2 separate regions of the Capsicum annuum genome follow, and region 1 is linked to region 2. A link is a contact called in public Hi-C data. All regions are on one chromosome and are shown on one strand. Each heading gives the region's core, a stretch centred on a gene start, on an enhancer-like site or on the middle of the called end of the contact. The rest is flanking DNA. Distances are from core to core; before and after follow the strand shown.

What was found. Hi-C and Micro-C count contacts between places; a contact is called where the count stands out from the background.
Region 1: a contact with region 2 is called in a Hi-C map of leaf, with 2.2 times the contacts expected there. The contact joins the promoter of LOC107847663 here to the promoter of LOC107848556 in region 2. A contact is called at or near these places in 2 of 5 Hi-C or Micro-C datasets (leaf and placenta).

What each region holds. Positions count from the first base shown.
Region 1 is chr11:85,681,738-85,687,667 of UCD10Xv1.1, forward strand. LOC107847663 (proteasome subunit beta type-7-A) reads left to right here and starts at 3,447. Exons shown (of 9, transcript XM_016692054.2): 1 at 3,447-3,648; 2 at 3,738-3,884. The coding sequence starts at 3,756.
Region 2 is chr11:85,406,478-85,413,051 of UCD10Xv1.1, forward strand. LOC107848556 (protein SIEVE ELEMENT OCCLUSION C) reads right to left here and starts at 4,709. Exons shown (of 7, transcript XM_016693350.2): 1 at 3,404-4,709; 2 at 2,878-2,976; 3 at 2,336-2,781; 4 at 2,108-2,220; 5 at 1,892-2,016; 6 at 1,223-1,714; 7 at 192-1,078. The coding sequence starts at 3,574. The coding sequence ends at 446.

The DNA.
Region 1 (5,930 bases), core at 2,197-4,696, 270 kb after region 2:
ATATTTTATCGGAAAAATATAACTAGTTATTAATTTTTTTTAAGTAATGTATTAATTCTTTCAATAATGAAATATAAAAATAAGTTGAAATTTTAAATTTATCAAGTATTTTATTTACGTTTACAACATAAAAGTACAAAAAATTAATTTTTTATATTTTTTGTTTAAAGACACAAGTGCCCCCCTTCCCTCTTCCAAAACTATACTCGAAATCTCAGTGACATACTTAAACAATATCGGGTCTTATTACTTGTCTAAATTTATTTTATCTGTATTTTTATATTCTTTTTATGTTGACGTGTCTGTCAAGTCAGCACAAAAAAAGTACAAAATATTTTACTATTTGATCAGCACGTTAGCATAAAATGAACATAAAAATATAAAAAAAATGAATTTAAAGGATAATAAAACTTTGTAAAATTCAAATATGACACTGAAGTTTTAGATATAATTTAGGGATACTTGTGCCTTATCCCTAATAGCTAAATGAGATATCACAAATCGAGATAGAGGCTACCACTGAAGAGGTTCGACTGAACAAATATTTTTGGACAAAGGGCCAAATGTGTAACTTCTCCAATTTTATATAATATAGGAAAAACACATAAATATACAATTTAAGAGTCTATATTACAAAACATACCCATACTATTTTTTATTTGCAAAATATAATCTTTAATTACAAAATCTATCAACTAATTAGATATCAATTTATACTAAAAGTTCTAACTATTTTATCACATTCTTCTTTTTGTTTTGTAATTTTGCAATAGTTTTAACTATTGTTGCACTTGTTATTTACTTATTCACTCGTTAAATCAAAATTTGGGTTTTATTCACTTATTGATGATTTTATTCCTTTTATGTAACTAAAAAATCTCTGCTGTTTTATCCTCTAGAGAGAGATAATGGATAGGGTATTTCTCAGTGGATGATGACATTGGCGATCATTTTTTGTCTACGCCATCGTCGAGGGTGGAGTTAGACGTTGATTCACCTATCTCCGCCGTCAATTCCTACTCTAATATAATGAATTAAATCTCCTCCAAATGGGCTTTTCGACGCTTCCTGCAAGAACCCACTGCCACTTCTCTTCTCTAGCCACCTACAATGGTATCTTCTTCATCATCGTCGCATCAAAAAGGATGTCATCGAGATCAAGGATTGAGAATCTATCTTCTGCTTTGAATCTTAATTTTGATACGACGTTGAATTTGAAGTTGACAATGTCATTTGTATTTGGACCACCACAGAATATTATTGTTGATTCTTGTGTGGATATGGTGGTGACAGTAGGTATGATGGTAGATACGGTGGAGGATACGGGTATGGTGGCGGTGACTGAGTAGATTGTATGTTTCAAAGTTTCGCTGAGTTTCAAAAAATTTCTGATAAAATTGTCGAAAGAATATCAATGATTTTATGGTACATAATTTGTATAGAAATTGGGGTATCAATGATTTTATAGTGCATAAGTTGTATAGAATTTGGGGTATGAATAATTTTATGGTATTTGAATTGTATAGAAATTGGTGTATTAATGATTTTATGGTTTCTGAAATGTATAAAAATTGGTGTATGAAATAATTAGAAATTGGTGTATAGATAATTTTGTGGTGTTTGAACAACATAGATATTGGTGTATTAATAAGGAAAAATACTCAATAAAATATCTGAACTTTGTCTGAATATCCAGTTGAACATACTGAACTTTGCGGGAGTTTTATTACCCACCTAGACTTTTTTAAGTGAAATTAATTCTCCCCCGGACTTTTTAAAGTGGAATTAATTCCTCCCCCTCCCTCGAAACGCTATACCTAGTTTTGACGGGCGAAAGTGTAAGACACGCGCGATTTCTTCTCTATTTTATTAGTTTTCAATATTTTTTCACTATTACAACCATAGTAAAGGTTTCACAACTCAAATTCCTCCTACAAATCAAATTCCAAATGATTCGAGTAAGTCAATTCCAAATTTCAAGTCCATTCTTATCACTTTTCATCATTTTTTCGCCAAAATCTTGTTCTATCAAAGGTTCTTCGATTAATCTTGAAATGCCCTATTCTGTCTTGCCAACGAATTCATTGCGACTCCAAATTTATTTAGTTCATACTATTTTTTTAAGAAAATCTTTTCCCCAATTTCAAATTCAAATTGAAAACTTTCTTCAATAATTTTATTCAAATCAGAAACTTTCTTAAAAGAACTGCAGATTTTGCTAATTGGTATGATAACCAGTAAAGAAAAGGTACATAGTCATCTTTTCCAGAGCAACCGTAACAGCGAGACCAACAGATATGACAAAAAATTTCTTGTCACAAGCTTGGCTCTGACCAGATACAGGTTTGAATTTTTTCTTTTCCCCCCTTAGTTGGTGGCTGAGGTGGTGGTGGTTGCCGGCGGCAATGGCGATTGGTTGGTGGTGGCAATGGTGGGTTAAATTTGTCATTTTGATGAAACTGAAGATGACCCATTTGGTGTGTATGTGTGTTGAAATTGAATCAAATTGATGTAATTGAATTGGGTGTGCTAAAGATGACCCATTTGGGTGTGTATGTGTGTGATAAAATTGTGTTCAATTTCAATTCAACAATGGAGCAACCATGATGTTTTGTTGAAAACTCCATTGTTGGAGAGAAGAAAGAAAGAAGAGAGAAGAGAAAGCAAATGAAAAAATAAATAAAAAACATAAAATTATTAAAAATCAGAAAATTGAGGGGTTATGTGACCAAAAAAAAGTTTTATAACGTTTTTAAATCATTCTCACTCGCTCAAAGGACGTGATTACACGCACTTGTCAAAGTGGGTAGATATATGCCATTAAAATATAAAAAAAAAAGTGTAAGGGATAATAGGACCCCCACAAAGTTCAATATGTTCAACTAAAAATCCGGTCAAAGTTCAAGTATTTTCCTGAGTATTTTCTCTATCAATAATTATGGTGTATGAAATAGTTAGAAATTAGTGTATCAATAATAGCAATTTTAAAATGTTTGAACTATCTATAAATTGAAATTGGTTTATCAATAATAATTATAATTTTATGGTGTCTGAAATATATAGAAATTGGTTATCAATAATTTTATGGTGTCTAAAATGTATAAAAATACATGTATCAATAATTTTATGATGTCTGAAATATATAGAAATTCGTGTAACTAATTGAAATCAGAATAACGTGTTTTATTTATAACCTTGACAGAAGTATCAAATTATGCAAAAGACATTTTAGTATATCTCAATTGAGAACGTAAACAACATTTTGTGAAAGTAGGATTTGTTCGAAGTCGCAATTGCCGATGGGAAATTTTGGTGATTCACAACATCGGGGAACCCTTGAGTCTCCAACACAAGACTGAATAAGGTTTGTTAATTTTCTATTGGTATATTTTGAAAAGTTGAAACTATTGATATATTTTATAGTAGTGACTCTTAGATGGTATATTTATGTGATTTGCCCTTTTATATATCTGAAAAGCGAATAGTTGTTGGGCCTAAGCAGAAGCAGCCCAAGCGAAGCTATTAATAGCAAAATGACACTGTAATTTCACCATCCATCTCTTAAGTATTTCTTATTCTTCAAGTTTTGGCTATTCTCTCTCTCCCGATTCCCAACTTTGATTTTCAGCATCACTCATCTGCAAACAGGTAAAGTGTCTGCTTACAAGTTCAATTTAATGCTTCTTAACAATTCACTGTTCTGCTCTAATCTTTTAATTTTTGGTATCTGTGGGTAGGTCTAATTTGAAGGTAAAATGGAAGTTCCACAAAAAGGTGGGTTTAGTTTTGATTTGTGTAGAAGGAATGAGATGTTGGTGAGTAAAGGACTTCGTTCTCCTTCTTTTCTCAAGACTGGTACTACCATTGTCGGCTTAATTTTTCAGGTATTGCAAATTCATCTGAGTGTCTATCGACCGTCGTTTCTCAGTAGATCCGTTGATATGTTAATGGGATCTTTAATATGAGAAGTGAGGTTAGTAGGTAATCGTATTGCCAAACTTGTCCTTTGTATTAGAAATCCCTTTCCTCAGAGAAAGAAGATGAATATTAGAATATCCACTGAGGGTAGATAATATTGCCTCGTGCTTGAAGGTTCTGTCTTGAGGAGGAGATAGGAGAAACTTCTTTTTTTGCTTAGTATACATGGATCTTCTTTTTTGCTTAGTATACATGGATTATATGCATTTATAACTTGTGTTTTCTTTCTTTTCTTCTTTTACTCCTTCCCCCTCTTTCTTCCGCTTAGAAACATGGAGTTCTATCTGCATTAATTAAGTTGTAAATGCAATGTAACTCTTCTAATAGTATCCCCTACTAGCGTGATTGGCAGGGAGGTGATTTTAGCCTCTCACCAAGCGAAGTATGGGATATATACCATTAAGGGATCATTCATTATCTATAGTCCTCCCAAACTACAACACTGGACGTAAGCTAATTCATGTCAACATAATAAACATAGTTGAGTTTCGCCTGGCACGCTAATCAACATAAGAATCCAAATTGTTCAAACCATACTGATGTAAGGACTAGGATGATCATTACTGTACTCTATGTAATTCCAGGCCAGCTATATTCCTACTTGGTGTTGTTTATAAAGTTATTGCTCTTTTATCTACATTTATTTATCTTTAGATTGATTCTGAGATACGATGTCCCACAAAAGATTTGCTTTTGAGATCTACTTTCTTTTACGCATTGGAAATAACTATTAAACATCTTTACATGCTCCGTTCCTATAAGAAGATTTGCCCAGATCCCTTATTAATAGCTCGAGTAAAGGTCAACATGAGTGGCCACACTAAGATTGTATGGGAGGGATGTGTTTCGAAAATTAGTTCCACAAGACAGGAGTGGAGGGGTGGCTCTATGTGTTCTCACAACAGCACTACACTAGAATGTTAAGATTGAATGTTCCTAATGATGAAGGATGGCTATTGATGATTGTCTACTTTTAAAAGACTTGTTGGAGTCATTTAAATAGTGATTTAATCTGTTATATGATTGATTTTTACTTCAGTGGTATATAGAGTTCATGTCCCTCCATGTTGACACATATCAACTTGTGTGATGCTAGTTCATGCTACCTCTTTTTTTGGTGATAAGTATTTCATGCTACCTCTTCTTCTTCTGCTTTATTACCAACTCTATAGCAAGTGTTATATAGCTCCTATGGTAGACACAATGATACAAGTCGAATTACTCCAAAAATTCTAACTCAAGGTAGTTGGCGAAGCTTTATAGATGAGGATGTGTTTTGCGATCCACCATGATGAGGATGAGTGGTGGAGGAGTCTCTTTCGTTGGGTATTTGACACGTTGGGTCACTTTTGGGCTTATTTGGCATTTAGGGTCACTTTTGGCCCCATTTTGTAATAAATAGCCCATGACAATAAATAGTTAGGTTTCCTCTTTCCTTAGACATAGATGATTTTTGATGAACTTACACTTGAGAATGTTTATTGAGTTTGTTGGGGAGCTTGTTGACTTTCTTAGGAATGTTGGTTGTGAGGGGTTTAATTTTCCTCTCAGTCTTCGTAAAAGTTAGGTGCTTGTTGGTAGTCTAAAAGGAAGGTCTTCGGATTTAATATATTCGTTGATTGTCCTTTTGCTATCATCTTGTGTCTATTTATCTATCTATTTATCATTTTCTTTATGATCTTTCAATTTTCGTACTTGTTTTTGTTTTTGTATTTTTGATCTATATCATTTAGTATTAGAGCCGATCTTAGAATCGTTTCCACGATTCTAGTCTTGGGTTGTGGTATTGAAAAGAAAATTAAAAAAAATAAAAAAACATGTTTTGAAAAAAATCCCAAATTTTGAGTTTTTGATTTTTGTTTTCTTGAGTTTCTAATACCAGAATTGTATTCTCTAGTGTTATTTGAGTCTAAATCTGAAATTTGAGCTTAATCGAAGTTGATTTGAGTGCT
Region 2 (6,574 bases), core at 3,459-5,958:
TACTAGTTTTGTGGGGGAGGTTCCCTAATATATCGTGTTTAAAACTCTTTTTTTCTACTTTCTTTTTTCTGATCTTGTATATGTCATTCATTGATCAATATATGGTAAGTTCAGACTATTGTTCTGTGTTTCACAGATAATTACAAGACCGGAGAAAAGGAATATCACGCAGATGATTCGAAAACTTAAAAGTATCTTTTGTTTCAGCATCTCTTTGAAACAATTTCATCAGTAATACCAAAAAAGAAAAAAAATGCATGCATGGTACTGCATTACATTTGTTTTTGAAAATTACGAGTAAATGTGATAATGCAGAACTGCTGATCAATCATCATAATGCCTACTCACAATGAGTGCGTAAAAGTTCTGTGTAATTAAGCAAACTTTTTGACCCCTCTATGAAAATCATTTCTGTTACCTTATTTCAAAGACTAATCAACTTGGCCTACTGTTCTGCTGACTCTGTTACATTACATTGGTAGACAACAAACTTCTCCACAGGACGCTTACAGCGAGAGCAAAATACAGTTTCTTCAGTCAATCCTTCTTCAGATGGAAGGATCTCATTGTGATAACAAGGTTTAACAGGCAGAGGAGGTCCCATTGCACATGTCATAGCATCAAATAAGCCCAACTTCGTGACATTTTCAGCCAATTCTGGAACAAGATTCAAGCATTCTTGTACTTCTCTCCCCTTGAGGATTACTACATCAGTTGATGATCCTTCTCCAATTATCATCCAATCATTGGAAGTTTCACAAGCATCCAGCAATCTTAACACATGCTGTAAGCTTTTGTTATAGTGAGCTGCCTGTTCTACTCTAGCAACTGAACTCTTTATGCTCTCCAGCCTAAGCCAGAACCACTTCATCTTCGTCGTAGATAGGGAAATACTTAAATTTTCTTCGATGCTGATGTCTAAAACGTTCTCGACGTCTTTAGATGGATTTCTATAGCCAACATAAATAGCTTCAAATTGAATTCCATTGCTTTTGATTTTCTTTAATGACCCGTTAAATTCTCTGATCCAACTAATGTTATCACTTCCGTAGATGCAAAAATGTTTACCCTCCTCTACCTGACATCAAAAGGATATATTTCTTCTGTAAGTTAAGAACTAAAAGCACAAGTAAGGAAAGTGAAGCTTTTACAAGGCCGTAATTTGCTTAAGGATTACACTAATTATTGGTAAAAGGGCAAAGGCAACATATAAGAAGCTTACCCAATTGGTCAGTAAAGGGTCAATCCCATGAATTAAAAGCTGCAAGATCCTGTTTTCCTGTTCCCACAACTCTTTTTCTCTTGAGGCTGAGAAAGGAAATGCTTTGGCGCCCCACAGCCATACCATATCAGTAGCATTTAAGTTTGTAACAACACCATCAGTGCTCAATACTACCATTACGGGCTCGTTTTTGTAGATCCATTCTTGTCTAATAAAGTTTACCACAGCTGAATGTAGTGACCACGGGCGTCGGATTGAGAACCAGGGCAAAGAATTTGACAGAAACTGGAAGTTCAGCTCGTCAGTCAAACTCCATGTGTGTGAAGATGGAATCGGGACCCATAAAATTGCATAGCTTCCTCCAATTTTTTTATGCAAGGGATGATCATGCATTTGTCGTACTAGATAAAATATTTCCTCCACGGAAAAGAGTTCTGGCTTTGAGATCAAAAGTAAGACCACCTTGTTTTTCAGTTCTTGGATGCCATAGTACTGTTGAAGATGAAGAAGTTACTAGCTATTATAATAAGTAGCTGTTGTTGATTCATCAAACTGCTGGCTACCTTCAGGTCTTAATATTTATCTCTTTTTCCACCATTCAAGTGTATACTTACAAGGCTATTGACTCTCGACATATATTTTTAAAAAATAACTTCGTAAAAGAAGTACCTTTTCTTGGGAGCTATCTTTCAACGGTAAGTCATTCTTCAAAGAAAATAACACACGAAGCACCTCTTGATTGTGAAAATGGGCCACTTTGAAAAGATCGCGTATCTTTTCAGGAAACTGTCTATCTGAGAACAACAAAAGAATTTCAACTTCTTTCATGTGAATTTTGTCAGACAAGTTATCTTCCACAACAAAGGCTCATAGAAAGACAATCACCTATTTGCATTTGGCACGTATGTAATTTCTCTCGAAGGTCATTGCATAAGCCACTTAGCTTATATACCAAGCTGAAGAGAGTCCACGCTGCAATGTTTGATGAATCCGAATTCCTGGAGTTAGGAATTTTCATGTCACCTTATTTACTGGTGAAGAGATAAAGAATTTACCAACTATGAGATATTAAATACTGAATTACTAAATAAGGGGAAAAGGGAAAAAACATGCACTTGGTTATCTTTCATGGTCCTGAAATCTGCAATCTGAGAGGCGCATGAGATCGAGCTTCTTAAAATCCAGTAGACTGTTATGTACATCTTCGACTTTGTAACAACGATTGCCTCATCATCCAAAAGTTCTTGTTGCAAGGGCAGGCCTTCAAAGTCAAGGACAAGATTTGCTGCTTCTATCATAGTATCGAGCAACAAGTTCAAAGCTCTACATTGTAGCGTTAACATGTTTAATTCTCTAGGCATTTGCTTAAGTGCTGCAGTTAAAGCTGCCAAAGAGTTGCAATGGACTAACTGCATTATGAGCCAAAACTCTCCATATATTGAAACCACAGCTGCAAGTGTTAAAACTACTTTAGCATCCCATCTGAAAGGGCCTAAAGTTTCAAACAACATCATAGTTTCTTCATGTAAGTTTCCATCCTCATTGCATTTGCAGAAAATCTACAATAACCAATTATTATACTTAGATCCAAGAACACGAATAATGAGGAAGGGAACCAAAAATATATGATCATAAATAAGAGAGAAAGCACTTACCTCATGTGAAATCTTTTTAATGGTGTATCCAAGCTTTTCTTCTAACCCAAACACTTCGATATTCCATGAATTCATACAATTGCTTTGAGGATAAGAGAACTGAAATGAAAAAAGATCAGAGGCTGTCATGCTACATTACAGTATATTCTCAAATCTATGTCTAGTACTCCCAGACTAGTTGCTCGGGCTCTCCAAAAATGCACTACTTTGGAGGATCCGACATGCCAGAAGTGACATTTTTGAAGAGTCTGTGCAACATATTAAGCCCCCGTTCTTTTCTCTTTCTTCTTTTAATATTATGGTCTTGTACAAGCAATTGATAAATCAATAAGTATTTAATGTAAAACCTCAATGAATACATAAACACAAGGGGGAAAAACTCATAATGACAGCTACTTCTGCAATGTTTTAGCAACACAGAACAATCGTATACGATACTGTATGAAACCAAGAAAATATACATGAATACAGAACATAGACAAAAGAATATTGAATAACTTGGAAATTACGAAAGAACAGACATAACCTTAGGTGAGATGAAATGCATGGTGCTCTCGGCAACAAGAAGCAAATGGCCGGCATCTATCTTATAACGAAAATCAGGATCATGGGTTCGGAGGATGTTCTTAATTAAGAGATCTTCTTGTATAGATGATAGGAGACATGGATCAAATAATTCAATCCTAAGCAAGTTCATGGCCAGGGTGCTGAAAGATTGAGATGTCACATAAAACAGTTGACTTGCAGCCTTGTTATGCAACTTGAAACTGCCTCAGATTTGAGTTCTTTCTCATATTTTCTATACTTGTGTCTACCAAGAAGTTTGAGGAAAATGTGCATATATGTTCATGTGTTGGGAAAGAAAAGTGCTCCTACTTCTACAGTGATGTAAAAATAAGTGGAGGACCACCAAAAGAAGAGATGCTTATTCAAAGTCCTATCAGGGGATTTCTTTTGGAACAGTAGATTAAAGAATCATTCTGTACTTTCTGTTATGTGATCCTGAAGAGACCCAAACTACCACTTGAAGAAATCTTCTTCAAGAAAAAACAACACTAAAAAGCACCTTATTAGGCCATACATGAATATGACATAAATAAAGAAAGGTGGGACATACCATCAAGCACTGACCTAGAAGGCTACAGCCGTACCCAGTAGCTTAGTCCCATCTAGAATTTGTATTAAGAAATCCACTATGTACAAAAATTAAATTCAGAACTTAGCTACTGGCACGCACTGATGTCAAAATTTTTGAACTCATAAAGTTCAAGGCTATAAATACCAGTATGTTACTAATAATGCTATAGTAGTCAAATTATGATTAATCTCTTAATAGGAATGAACAAAAAGAATTCATACAGTCGACCTTAATTAGTTCAAGATTGAGGACACTGATTGAAACTATAACCTTTGTTTATATATGTAAGACTTGCCTCTTTGAGACTACTGCAAATCTTGAACTCTAACTTTATATTCAAGTTGGTCGTTTTTGCTCATTGTCTTGAATTAAAAAAAGAAAAGAAAAGAAAAGCCGTGCCCACCGCAAGCAAAAACATAAAAAAACCTAGGACATGCTTTAATATAAATGCAAATATCAAAGAGTAAACCGGAGAATATTGCCTAAAGAGGAAAGAAAAAGTAAGGCCTAGTCCACTAAAATCACGCTGTATCCAGGGGTTACGAGAAGGAGAGAATCACAAGATCAACTTTACCGTGCATTTTTTACATACTATTTACACGACTTGAATTCGTGACTTTCTGATCACGTTAACTTCACCAAGACTATTCACTTCAAAATATTGAATAAAGAGATTTGCAAATTAAAAAAAAAAATCGAACAGAAAAGCATATATAGATAATATTTGACCAGATGCTTCTCAAGTTCAAACTGAATCGACTCCGAGGAAGCTAGTAACGTTTTCACTAGGTTGACAAATGGGTGGATCCGATCAGATTTGAATGGATTGAGGTTAAATGAATTAAATTGTAATTTTCTATATAATATATGGATAAATATAGATTTTATCAAATATAAATTAGGTAAAAATAATTCCTACCTGTTTTAACTTCTAAAGTCAAAAACTTAGAACTTCTATATACATATCAACTTGATTTTTTTTTATCCTACCCTCCAAAAGAAAAACATAATTTTTTTTTTAAAAAATTACCCATTGCACCCTCACATCCCCTACCTCAACCCCCACCCCAAAAAATAAATTATTTTTTTAAAAAAGAAAAAAAATTCTTGCAAAAATTAATTTCTTACCCCACCTCCACTTTTTTATCCCCCTATAACGATCTGCAAATTATTTTTAAAATTTATCTTATTTTAACCGATCTCGTAATTTTTAGACATAATGTACGACTTACAGGGATGGGTGGTGGCTATTCCTGAAGCATTTCAAGGCAACTTAAGTCATTAATTGAGATTTTGATTTTTAATAAAGTTAAGTCCGATCATGATCAATCTTTGATCGTGACGACCTCAAATTAGTTTCGTAATATTTTCAATAGGTTGAGAATATTTTTTTTATCAATATAAATATTTAGTTTATTTTGTTGAGGGTCCAAACAAATTTCAAGGATATAATCGAATATTAGATATTTTAGACATTATTTTATGGTTAATGAATCAAATAGATATTTTTTTAAGTTTTAAGACCTATGTGTAAGAATAAATTTAAGTGGGAATGATTATCATATTTATTAATACCGTCAGAAAGTTAATTGGTGGAGATAGGCACGAAAGAGCAATTTCATTCTTTTTCTTTTCATCCCAACTTATGACAAAGATCTCGACAACTTTGGTTAGTGGTAAGCCACTTTGAATAGATATATTTTTAATATTGTGTTTGTAATATTGTGGGGTGAGTTTAAAGTTAGGTAGAAAGCCATTGTTTTGAACGAATTATTAGTTATGTTGCTGTAGGATTAGTGTAAAGTGTTAATTATAAATCATATGATAATAATTATGGCATAAGTTATTAATAATTAGCAGTTGTTTGTCCTTATTAAGAATTAAGAGAATCAGCAAATTAGTTGGCAGTACTTTTGTCCTCATTGAGGATTAAGAAAACAGTAGTACGGAAGCTACTGTTTCATTCGTATTGTTTTTAAATTTGAGAATTTCAGTATTATTTTTTTATCGTCTTTATGATTATAATTGTGAATACAATTTAGGTTTTAGGTCTAGAATTTTTAAAGTATGAATTTATAAATTGGAGTTGGAAGTACTTTTGTCCTTGTTGAGGATTAAGAAAACAGTAGTACAAAAGCTACTGTTTCGTTCGTATTATTTTTAAATTTGAGAATTTCAGTATTATTTTCTTATCGTCTTTACGATTATGAATACAATTTAGGTTTTAGGTGTAGAATTTTTAGAGTATGAATTTATAAAATGGGTGTTATTAGATTCTTATTCATATGAGAAATATATATATATATATATATTTGAATAGATTTTGATCATTCGGAAGCTTTAAGAAAGGAAAAGTTTGTAAATTGGCGGTTGGCTTCGATTTGAGGCAAGTTGAGACTTTTTTAGACTATTTTTCAAAGTGCTTATTTGTTAGTTATGTGTAATGAGAGTAATGGGGAATAGGGGTTCCGTACAGGTGAAATAAAAAGCATTTATGCGGATATCAGTATTATTTGAGAGGTTAAAATAAGTTAATTGTACGTTTTGAACTGTTTTCCC